Regions from separate parts of the Rattus norvegicus genome. Here region 1 is linked to region 2. The links are chromatin contacts, called in public Hi-C maps. All regions are on one chromosome and are shown on one strand. The core of a region is the stretch at or near the end of the contact, and the rest is flanking DNA. Distances in the headings are between cores, read along the strand shown. Region 1 has its middle 210 kb from the start of Snx19. Region 2 has its middle 100 kb from the start of Snx19.

Region 1 (7,001 bases), core at 1,017-3,516, 110 kb after region 2:
ATAATTGGAGCTAGCATATCAGAACACACTTAAAAGTAGAATATTCCACCAAATATGAGCCTTGCTTTAGTGACTGCTTGTAACCAAAAACCCAAATTTCAAGAGAAATTTCTGTCATGAAGGCATCCTTTCATATCTTGTTAAAGGCTGGATTTCACAGATGTATGGATTTGTCAAATTTTAGCGTATATAGAATTGACTGAAATCCATTTTTACATCAGAAATACTTCTAGCAATGAATTCTAATTAGTATTCATGCTGAATCTCTCAGAGAGAATTATGCATACACTTTAAATTTTTATTGAAATGTGTCCAAATAAGACAGGCTGTTCCCAGGTCAAGTGCTAGACTCGCAGGCAATCCAACATTTACATTGAAGCATTCTGGTAGAATCTAAGTCATAGCTGCATGAGGTAATATGTCTGAGCTTGCTCACATAGGGTCCCAAGAGCTTATTTTGCATAGATCTTTCCCAAGTTTTTTGGGAAGTTTGAAATTACTGGACAGTAGGAACACACATACTAGAGAATGGCACTAGTAAGAACCATTGCCCATGCTGCGAAACACAGCTGAGTGTGTGGGCAATTTGCCGTGAATTTCTTTCAACTTGCCTTTATGTTTGCAAATTTTCATAACAAAATATTGGCAAAACATTACTATTCTGTGTGCTTTTGCTGTGAGAAAAAAAATAGATTTTCCTTCAGGTTTTAGATTTTTGCCTCTAACTGGAATTTAATATTCCTCATACAGCAGCAGCTGGAAGGAAAAGATGTGTCACAGTATAATGCTGTCAAAGAACCATGTGAAGAGTCATGGAGGCCAAAAGGCTAGAAGAATGGATCGTTCATTGGGACAGAGACAGGCAGTGGGAGAGGTACTGGCAATCCCCCTTTCTAGAGTATCTTCTCTGTCTGAGAAGTAGCCTGCTGTACTTGAAAGACAAAGGAACTCCAAAGAGCATTACCTAACCCTGCAGGCTGGCATCAGAATGACTAGATAGATACTTAATGAGTTGCTGACGTTCTCCTAAAGATAGTCTTGACCCAGCATTGTGAAAGACCCTATAGGTCTAAGGAGGCATCAGAAACTTATACTTTCCCTAGCCTCAAAGTTCTTAGGAGTCAACAAAAGAGAGGACTTAAAAATCACACCAACAAAGTAATTGGACTGGTGTCTCTCCTATGGACTGTAACCTATCTAGCTGTAAGTTCTTGGACCCTTTAACGGTATCAGCTATGGGTTCTATCTCATGGAGGTCCACATAAGCCCCAGCCAGATAAACTCGCAGTGCAGAAGGGAGAGAGTAGACACAAAATCCTAGCACCAACACAAAAGCTATTAACATTTGATAGCTGCTGGAAGAGGGAAGGTCAATTGTCTTCAATGATCTTTATTGGAAAAATATGACCTTGGAAAATCCTTTATCTTCACTGATCTTCTTTTACCTTCTTCTAGAAAGGAAAAGTAGTAACGTTAATTTCTTGAAGTTTTCATAGACATTTTCTATATATGATAAAATCATATAGCATACACTTTAAAATGATCACAATTATGCCCCTTGCTATTTCTTAGCTGTGTTCCTCTAGCCTACTTCAGTAGCACAGTATGAAATCTCCACCTCTAGTATGCACCAGGATACAATTATTAATTGGCAAAAATGAAAACTAGACTTCACTTGGGTTGCATGCTTGCTTCCTTCTAAACGTTTCCTATGAGGCAGGCCCTCATGTCCTTCCAGTTTCTGCAATGAGCAGTATATGATCCAGAGATCACCAAAAGAGTTGAGCTTTAAGTATGCATGTTTTCTCTTCGGAGATGTTTTTCCTGGGACTTGAAGTTCCAGAATGTAGGGAGGATACAAGAGGTAAGAGTAGGAAATAATCCCCTAAATGGAGAGGGACAGCTGAATGCATTTAAATTCTTTGATCTTTTTACTAAGTGAACATGCAGAATTAGTAGGGGAGAGTGAACATGAGCATATATGTGTATTTAGAAGCATGTGTGCTTTAAGACCTTTAGTGGGACACAAGTCAGGGAACCATGATTCCTTCTTTAAAAATACTTTTATTGATTATTTGGAATTCTCACCTTAAGCACACCAATCACGCTCACCTCCCAGTCTCCCCATGTCTGCTTCCCTTCCCCTGTGATTCTCCTCCACCTCTTTCAAGAGAAAAAAAAAAACCAAAGTCCATCTTGTGTGGTCTAAATATTAACTACAGTATGGTTTAGTTCCTAGTGGGTAGCCTCCCCGCACTCCTGCAAGGGAAGATGAATCTTTCTCTGCCTACATCTACAACAGAAGCCATCAGCTGAGGAAAGAGCCATGTGGTAGCTGGAGTGAGCCAGGTGCTATGGGCTGGTGACAGGCAGGGACAGCTCTCATGAGCCCACACCCTACTACCATTCTTTACCCCCAACCCACAGGCCCAAAGAGGTACTTGCTTGGGAACCACAATTTCTAAAGAAAGCTTTGTTGTCATGGAAATCAAATCTGCCAGTTTGCTGATTCTGTGCTGTCCAATAAGATGTTACACCTCAGTGCTTATCCTGTTGTCCTTTTTAGGGTTTTAAGTAATAGAGGTTGAGTGACTTGGGAACAGGGATTGGGAACACAGTAGGCTGTTGAGGGGCCATCAGTTTTGGGTTTTACTCGGGCCTCTTCTTGGTTTGCAGTCAGTTTCCTTGTTGTACATAAATGGCCTTTCCTATGCCTTGCCCTCTTCTAATCAGGGCATCTGACATGTTGCATCTCACCTTTGTCATCTCTTTCAACTTTATTTAACTTCTTTATTATGGAAGCCACATAATGGTACTGTCTTCAAATATTGTCACAGTGGGAGGTGGAGCTCCAACACAGGAATTGGCAGGATATGCAATTTATTGTACGACAACCAGAGAAAATCAAAGGTTCAAGCATGAGCCAAAGGTGTCACAGATACAAGTCCTTGTCCACATCCACATCTGAGCCTCACTGATCGGCCCAGCAGATCATAAAGCTAAGGAACTTCCTTGCTTCTGCTATTTGGGGTGATAGCCTTCGTTTTACCAGTGTGGGTGGATGAGGCAGGAGAGTTCTTGAGTTTTTCTCCTCACCACTTTTCTGTTGACATTCTCTCTGATCTTCCTTAATATTCTACCTAGGGACAATTGGGACATACTCTGAGTATGTCTCCAAAATCAAGCTCCCCAATGTTGGATGATCCAGTTGCTCAGGGGTATATTGAGACTACCTGCTATAGGACATATGACCCCTCTAAAGGGTACCTTACTCTTTCCTGTTAATACATATAAAATAGTGCCTTTCTCAAGTCAGTTTAGCAAATGTCGTTTCTATGTGAGGCCATGGATATTAAGATGAAAATTCACGATCTGGTGAGAAAGTCACAAAAATGCCTGACAAGACAGACAGAAGAAACACTTAAATAGTGCAAGGAGGTGTGCTAGGGAAAACTTAAAGGTGAAGTCAATTTTTTCTGGTTGGAAGAATCATGGGATGCTCCGTATAGAGCTAGCCTCTGGGTAGGATCTTGAATAAGGAATAAGAACTTGAGAAAGAGTAAAGTATGGGATGGAGGAACGGAAATACAAGCAATGGAGATTGATTTTAGCATATGCTTAGAATCATAGGAGGCAGAGGAAGGGAGAAACCTGGGAAGGAGAGAGGAGAAGAAGGGAAAGGGGGGCAGGATCAGGTGTGGGAGGAGACAAGGGAGAAGTACAGAGGGTCAGTACAGTGGGGAATGGGGAACTGAGGGTAACTACTAGAAAGTTCCAGATGCCCAGGAAGTTTCTAGGATCCAACAGGGATGACATTACCCGAAAGATCCAACAAAGGGGAGTTAGAACCTGTAGAGATCATATCCAGTGGTTAGGCAGCCCCCAGTTGAGGGAATGGGGCCACCCACCCATCTCAAAAATATTAACCCAGAACTGCTCCAGTCTAAAGGAAGTGCAGGGACAAAGAGTGGAGGGAACTGAAGGAAAGGCCCTCCAGAGATTACCCCACCTAGGGATCCATCCCATCTGTAGACACCAAGCCCAGACACTATTGCCAATGTCAAGAAGCTCTTGCTGACAGGAGCCTGGTATAGCTGTCCCCTGTGAGGCTCTGCCAGAGCCTGACCAATATAGATGTGGATGCTCGCAGCCAACCATCAGACTGAGCATGGGAACCCCAATAGAAGAGATAGGGGAAGGACAGAAGGAGTTGAAGGGAATTGCAACATCATAGGAAGAACAACAATATCAACCAGCCAGAACCCCTAGAGCTCCCAGGGACTAAACCACCAACCAAAGAGTACACATGGAGGGATGCACTGCTCCAGCTACATATGTAGCAGAGGATTGCTTATCTGGCATCATCAAGAGGGGAAGCCCTTGGTCCTGTGATGGCCTGATGCCCCAGCATAGGGGAATGCTAGGGTGGTGAGGTGGGAGAAAGTGGGTGAGTAGGTGGGAGAGCACCTTCATAGAAGCAGGGGGAGTAGGATGGGATAGATTTGCAGAGGGGAAATTGGAAAGGGGGACAACATTTGAAATGTAAATAAATCAAATAACCAGTTAATTAATTAATTAAATACCAAAGAGAGGTTAAAAAGAAATCAACACTTAAAAAAAATCTGAAGAGTAAATTGTAAGGTAGGGGACAGACAGTGTGACAATGACCAATGAGCAGGGGCATGGTCTTACTATTTATTCTAATTATGGAACTGAGAATTGCCCATCTCCCTTGGAACTTTTTCTTGGATTGGTGAAGTGGGGGATCTTAAAGACAGAGGTCATCATATCGAAGCACAATTAATTTCCTGTTGTGACAAGTTGGACATAGAAGTACACTTCTGTTTCCTCTTAGGAACCTGGGTGGATTTTGAGATTCTCCAGGGAAAAAAGTTCAAGAAGAAAGGAAACATGGCTCTGACTCCTGAGACAAACTTTAGATACCCAGGGAGCAAAAGTATGGAAACTGCCTATTGGTCCCTAGGCACACTGTCTGGAGCTCTGTGCAGGGGCTGAAGGTAAAATTTAGTGTGCAAAAAAGTACAGCTAAGGATAGAGCCCAGGGAGAATGAAGAAGGTAAAGTAGTCTGTGGGAGTGGACTGAAGGAAGGTAGAGGTGAGGTAGGGGTCAGAGTGAAGGCTTCTGGGAAACCAGCAAAGACTTCAGAGAGGAAGATGTTGCTCAGGAAGAAGATGGAGAGCGGTTTGCTTAGCAACTGTTAACACTAGTATCGTTAACCAATCACTGTTGTTATAATCAAGCACCTGAGAATGAGTAGTTTATAAATTTTATTTTACTCATAGTTCTAGACGTGCAAGTTCATAGCACTAACATCAGTGACTGCCTTCATGCTAAAGCATGACACCATGAGGGCATTGACTGGGAAGACATCCAGAGTCCCAGCTCAGCGCTCTCCTCCTCCTTTTACAAAGTCACAAATGCCACCGTGGAATCCCCATTCCTACAGCCTTATTTAATCCTAATTACCTTCCAAAGGCTCCAATTCCAAATGCCATTACCACAGGAATGTACAGGTTATGTTTTTAACATAGGGAGCATTTTTACACTGTGGTGTCCATTGTTCTCTAGGTTGAAGGAAAAAGAGTGATTAAAAAAGAAACGGAGTCCTGGAGCTGGCAGAGTTGCCAAGAGCTTGGGATGGTTTATGAAAATGTCTAAGATATGTCATTACCGCTCTGCAGGAAAAGGAAAGGATGCTATGGAGGTGGAATGGAAGGCTATAAGAGTAGGACTTGACTTAGACCTGAATGACGAGGTAGAGCAAAGAAAGGAGAGACTGATCTGAGCAATGGTCCCACCAGGAGACAGGGTGGGAGAGAGCATGGAAAACATGAGTTGTGAGGCTGTGAGGCTGACTAGGGACCTTGCTCAAAACCTTGTTAAAATCCCTCTAGCTGGGCCTAGTGGCACAGGCCTGTAATCCTAGCTACTCAGGAAATTGAGACAAGAATATTACAAGTTCAAGGACAACCTGAGTAACTTAGCAAGACCCTGTCCTCAAATAAAAAGTTGGGGGGAAAAAAAAGGAGAAAGTGCTGGAGATATATATAGTTCAAGAGTAGAGAATTTGCACAATGTGCCTAAGGCCCTAGATTCACATTATAGCAAAAACATAAAAATAAAAATTGAATCCTCACAGTATTGAAATGTCTGCCTTGTGGATTCACAAGCTATACAGCCTATTCGCCTTGTTGCCCTGCATCAATGCCAACTTGGTGTTGAACCACACCAAAAGATTGGAGTCAAAAAAATGTACCTTCTCTGCCAAATGCTGTAGTTGGATATCGATGACATGACCGCATACCCTACAAGGACTGAAGCTTGCCACGATTGAGCACAGAAATATATATGTATTTTTGTTCCTGGGGCTCAGAAAGCAATTTCCAGGGAGAATTTCTAAAGCTGTTTTGAGCATTATGTAGCCCCCCGAGATGACAGATTCGTTCCAAACACATAACAGAATTTCCTAATGAAAGCTCGCAGCCGCAATACCTTCTTTGTCCCCCTCCAACATATCTAGCACTTCTGGGGTCTTCAGGGCACATAAAGGTGCATATGGCTTGAGATTCTGCTCTCATTAAAACTATTGCAAAATTAATCCTGCTGGAGGGAAAAACTTGGCAGTCTCTCTATCGTATTATTAAAATATTCCCACACAGCCAGGCTCACAACCCTACCTGGCACTGTAGGCTTAGCATAGCAGTAAAGTCCTTAGGAGCCAAACAGACCAGGATCCAAGTCTTTCCCTTGCCATCTGTGTGACGTGGAGCTGAGAGTTTAACCTCCCCGAGCTCTTCTCTATGGCGATAATGATCGTATCTATGTAGCGGTGGCGATTACATGAGTTATGTGCATGAAGCTCCTGGATTGGTATCTCAACTGTTCAAATAGAGACTACTGCAAAACCCAACAGAAGGACTGCAAAACTCGGCAAACCAGTTAGGCTCCCAAATATGTCTGCCATACCTTCCGAACCACC
Region 2 (6,445 bases), core at 1,091-3,590:
TGTCCGTACCCACTTTCCCCATTGTTAGTCTTCACACTCATCTGGACTTCACTGGAAAGCCCAACTTGGCCTTCCTGTCTCTTCTCCAGCTCCCAAGCAAAAAGGAAGAAGCCTGGAGGCTGGCTCAGGGCTGGATCTTCCAGGCACTTTCTGTGGCTCTGGATGTCTCTACTGCTGTCCTTCTCCCAGATGGGCTTTCCCACTTGTGGGTACGTGCAATCATCCATGAAGTTGGGAAAGTAGAGTCTTTCTGTACTTGCAGCAAAGAACCCAGGTTAAGGGAGGTGTGTGCCCTGATAGAACAAGACCGAAGAGGAGACAGAAGCAGGCAAGTGTAAGAAGATGGTCCTGATGGGAGGCCTATGGAATGCACAAGGGGGGATACAGGAAGCTAGCCAGCTGGGGGATACACACTCTCCATGTGAGCCTCAGCTACAGAATCGCTATGCTAGAACTGGAAAAGAAGGGCTTGGGAGAGCCTGGAACCCCCAGCTAAGGGGTGCTGACAGTGGACATGTTGGAGGTCAGGCAAGAGTTTGTTGCCCTGGGTATCAAGGACATGGTGTGAAGTCAGAACTGGTATGGGGTAAAGGACAGAAACACTATCTGGAATGAAAAGAAACCAAAGGAGTGACCATCAGTCATTCCTTCACCTGGTTGCCATCTGGAGTACAGAGCCCCGGGCCCTCTGGTTCAGGTCATCGTTCATCCACACCTGCCTGCAAGGCTCCCGTGCTCACGGAGACAGGATGGAGTATTGAACACCTAGGACTGCCCCACAGTGTGGGCTGCTCAGAGCAGATGAGGTGGGCCTCAGTTTCCCCTGTGCTAAGAGCATTCCTGCACAGATAAACAGGAGGACTTCCAGAAAGCTCACTGGTAAGTGGTGTTGCACGTGTGTCTGGAATGGGATTGAATGCAGCCTGACCTCCCAGAGGGAGATGTTTTGGGGGGTCCCATTGAGCCAGTGCTTTAGAGCTGCAATGCTGTTGCTCTGTCCTCAGGCAGAGCACATCTGGAAAGGCTATTGGACAGACACAGAAAGGTGACTAGGAGCAGGCTGAGGGACAATGGCCTGAAGGTGCAGAAGTGAGGTCAGGGTTTGCCGGTGGGTTTCTTGCCCAGCTTAATTGTTTTCATTCTCAAAGTGATTCCTAACAGCTGGCCCGATGATCGTCATGTGCAGATTCCACAGGCAGCTGAGAGAAGCCAAAGGGCTGGGCAGAAGATCTGGGAGTCCAGCACCTGCCTTGCTGAGCCGGGTTCAATGCAGATGAGCTGAAGGAGGCAAATGGGTCCATCTGTCCTGCCTTGTGTGGGTGGATGCTTTAAATCCAAGCTGAGTTCGGGCTTTTATGCCATGAACTCCCTCCTCACCCCTGGCTTGTGCCCAGGGTGGCCACTTTGAGGCCTTTCCCTGGACACCTGAGTTGTGACCTAGCCTCTGAGTTCCTGTTGTCTATGGCTAGCTCTCTCAGGTGGCCAGGGCAGAGGGCCAGAGGTCAAAGGTTAAGAACAAATTTCAGAGAAGATAAACGGGCAGCACTTTAGTATTTGTCTTTGTGCAGCTGGCCTGACCCTGGCAAATCATAGGATGCATGCTGCTCTTTGGTCACGAGAGGATCTGGTCACAGCGTGGGACTGAACGGTGTAACCCGCACTGCCCTGGAAGGACCATCAGATGCAAAGAGCTGCAGGTTTAGGCCCTGGAGCAGTTAGCCTGTGTGAGGAACAACGCTGCAGTATGTATCTGTGCTCGATGCCTCGGGGCTGACACAGTTTTCAAGGCAGGGGCAGCCCTGATTGTCAACTTGACAGGGTCTAGAATTAAGCACTTAGAAGACAAACCCCTGCACATACCAAGCTCAGGACTTATGTCCTTTCCAACACAATCCCATCTCAGCTGTCATCATTCACTGGACAAACCCACCATGTGCCTGACAGTAAGTGTGCTAGATACTAACACACGCTCATCTTCTCATTTAACCCTGGGGAGACTTTACATGGAGATACTGTTAATAGTCCTAGTTGGTAAAAGACCACTCAGAAGCACAAAGAGAGTAGTTGCTTTGCCTGAGTTGCAAGGCTATATCATAGAGCAGAGGCTGAACTCAGTCCTTTGATCATGACGCTGGTCCATGTGTGGACTGTGTGCAAGGTACTATGCTGGAGTTCCTTCCTCCTCTGACCACTATCCTGAAACAACAGGATGAAGCAGCGTCTTGCCAAGCTTCATGACAAAGATCCTGTGTTAGGGCCAAAGGCCGCAGCTGAGTTGAGCCAACTGCCTGGGCTCTGGGTTTCAGCCAAATGTGGACCAGGTCAAACAGAACAGCAACAGGACATACTGCACCACTGGAATACTCAGCCCAGCCCTGCTGGCTGGGTCACTCCTGGCCTTCGCTGCCCACTTGTAAGTAGGTCATTTGGCACTTTAGAAATGTCCTGAGTAACCTTAACATGAAGTTTGTGGGGTGATGCTTGAGGTTTACTCTAGAACCTGATCACTCAAGGGTCTCAAAGGCTTTGACCTTTGAGAGTGTCATAAATGTCAAGTAGGGGTGCATCAAAAGCATGAATACCAAGGCTCCAAGTTATAGCAAGCAAGGTGGCTAAGAGCTTTGGTGTCAGGATGATGGAGACAAACAAAAGGGGCCCAGCAGGGTAGAGTTCTCTTTGGAGCATGTTTTGAGCCTGCCAGCAAGGGCTATTAGACACCATCACAGAATGCTGGTCAACAGCTGGATTTCTTTCCTAGGGGACCCATTAACCCATTACATTTTGGAGACAGGATTTGGAGAGGAATCATACTGTTCCCTTTCAGCTGCTGAATTCCCGAGAGTGTTGGAAAAAGACCCATGTCTCAGAGCGTCTCTCCTTGGCTATGGTAGGTGCCCAAATGATCAAAGATGGATATGTGAGGGTATGGGGCCCTTCTCCCTGGGTTAGATCTCACCAACAGCCTGTAATAACAACAATGATCTAACAAAGATAAACCAAGGCTTGGAGAAAGGCAATGGTGTTAGTCATTTGGGATATGATACTCAAAAGGACATGGCCCTTTTGAAGTTGAACTTGGCTATGTAAACCTGTCAGAGGGAAGCCGGCCATGAGTGGTAAGGGTGTACTGGTATGAACCCTAAGGTCACCCAGATCTACAACCACTTCAACATTATGATTGCGAAGCAGAGAGCAATCTCAGCTTCTCCACTCCATACACCTCCCTTGCAGCATCCCATCCCTGCTAACCCCAGCAATGGCTTAAATCAGAAGTGGGGCTGAGAGGACGTTCCAAGGACCAGTGATAACATGGTCCAGGAGGTGGCAGCCGTGCATAGCTGTAGTGTTCAAGGAGTTGCTGGCCGAAGGTGGCCTTTCTTGATTCCCACACCTCCACTTTCCCAGGCCAGTCAAGGATCAAATCCATGGGTTACGGCTTACCCAATACAGGTATCATACCCACAGAGGGACTCAGGCTGTGGTCTGCAGTGGTGTCACCAGTAATCTGAGCTGTCTTCCAGAACAGCAGGAAGCAGGCTGGATCTCCAGTGCGTCAGGTACACAGTTGTCAGGACTGTCACCTCAAAGGGCAGCCCATGTGACCTGAGTAATTTCAGCTTCCCCTCGGGTCCACATGCCTTTCCCAGGCACAGAATCGTGGCATGGCAATTAAATGACTGCAATGCACCCCCAGCAGTTTAATTGGTTCCTCTGTCAACTGAGAAAGGGAAACAAGAATTAATCACAACCTCGGGAAGATGAACAATGAAGGGGGAATAGGGACTCGTAAGGTTATTCTGGGGTCTTAGAAATACAAGCATCTAAGGGGCTGAGCCTTGTTGGTGAGGACCTCGAGTATAGAAAACTGGAGGGACTGGGTACTCTGAATGGGTTTTACAGAGGTAGCCCAGAAGGGAAGGGTCTTGGAAGCTCTCTCCCCCCCCATTCTACAAAAAGGTATCTGGACGTGCTTCCACAATATAAATAGGTGGTTGTAGATTTTCAAATTACACTGTTTTGTGTTTCACAGAATCACAAATTGGTAACATCAAGAAGGATATTGGAGATGGGATAGGGCCCGCCCTTTGCTGGGTGTGTCACTACAGAGACATAGGTCTCCTTGCAGGAACAGGCGACCTATTACATATAGGGCAAGTTCTGTATTTGTGGATGGCTCTGTATTTTAGATGACTTTTCTTTATATCAAGCTCAAACTCATTTCCCCAGGCCTTCCAGCCACCACTGCAAATATGTCCTCTGGAGCTACAAGAAATCCATATGTCCCTCTTCTCCTCTGGTCTCTTTCAGGTCTTTGAAGATGGCTATCACATGCTTTGCCTACTGTTTTTCTTCCGGAAGATATGTTGGCTCGCCAAACAACCTAGTTTCATAAGCCGTGGGCCATGGGTCTCTCCCAGTTAGGGACAGTTTCTGGGAAGGTCACGGTTATGCTGTTCTGCACTTACCAGCATGCACACCTTTCTTGTATACAGTGTCTGACCAACTCCAGGACACTCTAGCACTTGCCACCTCTTCAGCCGCTCCTCCTCAAGGCCCCTATCATCCCTCCCCTTCTCCTCTTTCCCCTTCTCCTCTTTCCCAAGGTCACAATGCACAGGCTCCATCTACACATATCCCTGGATATGACACCGGGACACGTAGTTTTAAAAAAAGCTGATTAATTAGAAACAGTGGTGGGGGTTGGGGGTTCACTTTGGGAAGAGTTGTTGATCTGGGGAGGACCCCAATGAGTGGGGTTATCCTAGCTGTGTGGACAGAAATCCTGCCACAGAGGAGCAGGACTGTGTTGGGAATGAGGCCTGGCTCAATGGCTTCCTGCCCCAGGGCCATGTGTTGCTGTACAGTGGAGTGGGGATTTGATCTATAAGTGGGCAGTTTAATTTTTTTTTTCCGCTCTAAAGTAAGAGGGAAAGGGAACTCTGGCAGCTGGTGCTCCATAAATCCTGCCAGCCTCAGAACTGAGTCTATCTCACACATGGAAAAAAAACCTCCCTTCTCCACCCCCACCCCGAAGATAAATGATAATAAAATATTAACCACCAGCTCTGCCCTCCTCACAGATCGGGGATGACTTCCTTTAAAAGACCTTTATGCTCAGTTGCTGCCAAAGACGACTAAACTACAGCCATGAATGACTTCTCGCCCCGAGGCTCCAGCTGAGTCTGATTTCGCTGGGAGGGGCTCCACCAGTCACAAGCTCTTGGTGGCCAGCGGCTGTCAAAGCTCAGTGTAGGAGTGGGAAAGGAAGATGGGCATTTGCTTCTGGCTTCAGGTGTGCAGCCTGGAGGTGTCTGGTGGTCCAGCCAGGTGGAGGCTGGGCTGCCTTCCTCCCAGGACCTCAGAGACAGCTGGGCTGGAAAATCCCCCTATTAAGAATGAAAATGTGGCAGCTGGGTCCGAAGTACGCCAAAGGCCCCTGAGAAAGAGACTGACCAGGGAGGGGAAGGAATGTTTGGCCTCAGCTGAGTTCTCCTCAGCTCTCTTTCAAGTCTTTCCAGTGGCTGGAAGGGTTTTGGGATGGAGAAACCTAAAGAAATAGGAAATTCATTGCTATAGTTCAGATCTGGACTGCTCTCAAAGGTCCATGTGTTAAAAGCTGGGTGGCAACTTTGGAAAGGTGTGGCCTAGGAAGAAGAAAACAGATAATTGATGTATACCTTTAGAGGGCATATTTGAAACCCAGTCCTACTCCCCTTATGGAGCCTCTGAAACTATGAGTCAAAGTTAACCTTTTGTATTGATGTTTTAAGGTTTGTTTATTTTACCTGTGTAGCTGTTTTGTCAGTGTGTACATCATGTGTATACCTGGTACACACTGAGAGGAATCAGAAGAGGGTATTACATCCCTTGGATCTGGAGTTATAGATAGGTATAAGCCACCATGTAGGTCCTGGGAATTAACCTGGTTCCTCTGCAAGAATAGCAAATGCTCTCAACCACTGAGCCATCTCGCCAGCCTCTTTCTTCATTTTAGATCGATTTTCTCAGGTATTCTGTCACAGTATTGGAAAGCTAACATATCTACGGAAGGTGCATGAGTCCCAGAGAGAGGAATCAGGGAACAATTTTAAGAGGGGGTGGGAGAAGAATGGAGAACAAGGAGAAAAGGTAAAGCATCAGAGAAAGGGAACTCTTGCCTCTGCTTCTCTTCGAGCATCCTGTAAGCTGTGGCCCTGTGTGGCTGCTCACCTGGTACTAAGGGCTCTCACCTCCTCAAGCCCTTAAGAGGCAGTGATGGGGAGAAAATGGTGAATGAAGAGCACACACATGCAGAGAGGCAAAGGGGCATGTTCCCCTAGCCTGTGTCATCCAGGGAGGATAATAAGATATGTTGCACAGAAAGTGGGAAGTCAGCTTAGTAGAGAAGCATATAAGGAGAAGACAGAAGAAAGGAGAACAAAATGAAGAAAAAACAAAGAAGAGG

The links. A called contact is a pair of places that touch in the nucleus more often than the background predicts.
Region 1: a Hi-C map of kidney shows a contact between it and region 2, with 2.1 times the contacts expected there. The contact joins two enhancer-like sites. A contact is called at or near these places in 2 of 12 Hi-C or Micro-C datasets (the A7r5 cell line and kidney).

Annotation. Positions count from the first base shown.
Region 1 is chr8:37,296,090-37,303,090 of GRCr8, forward strand. No RefSeq gene overlaps it. Among named protein-coding and RNA genes, the nearest start is that of Snx19, 210 kb to the left of the region's middle. Within about 2 kb of position 2,267, at least 1 of the 93 cell types and tissues checked has an H3K27ac peak or open chromatin away from gene starts, as enhancers often do. A contact at or near this core is called in kidney, where this site is marked.
Region 2 is chr8:37,188,106-37,194,550 of GRCr8, forward strand. No RefSeq gene overlaps it. Among named protein-coding and RNA genes, the nearest start is that of Snx19, 100 kb to the left of the region's middle. Within about 2 kb of position 2,341, at least 4 of the 93 cell types and tissues checked have an H3K27ac peak or open chromatin away from gene starts, as enhancers often do. A contact at or near this core is called in kidney, where this site is marked.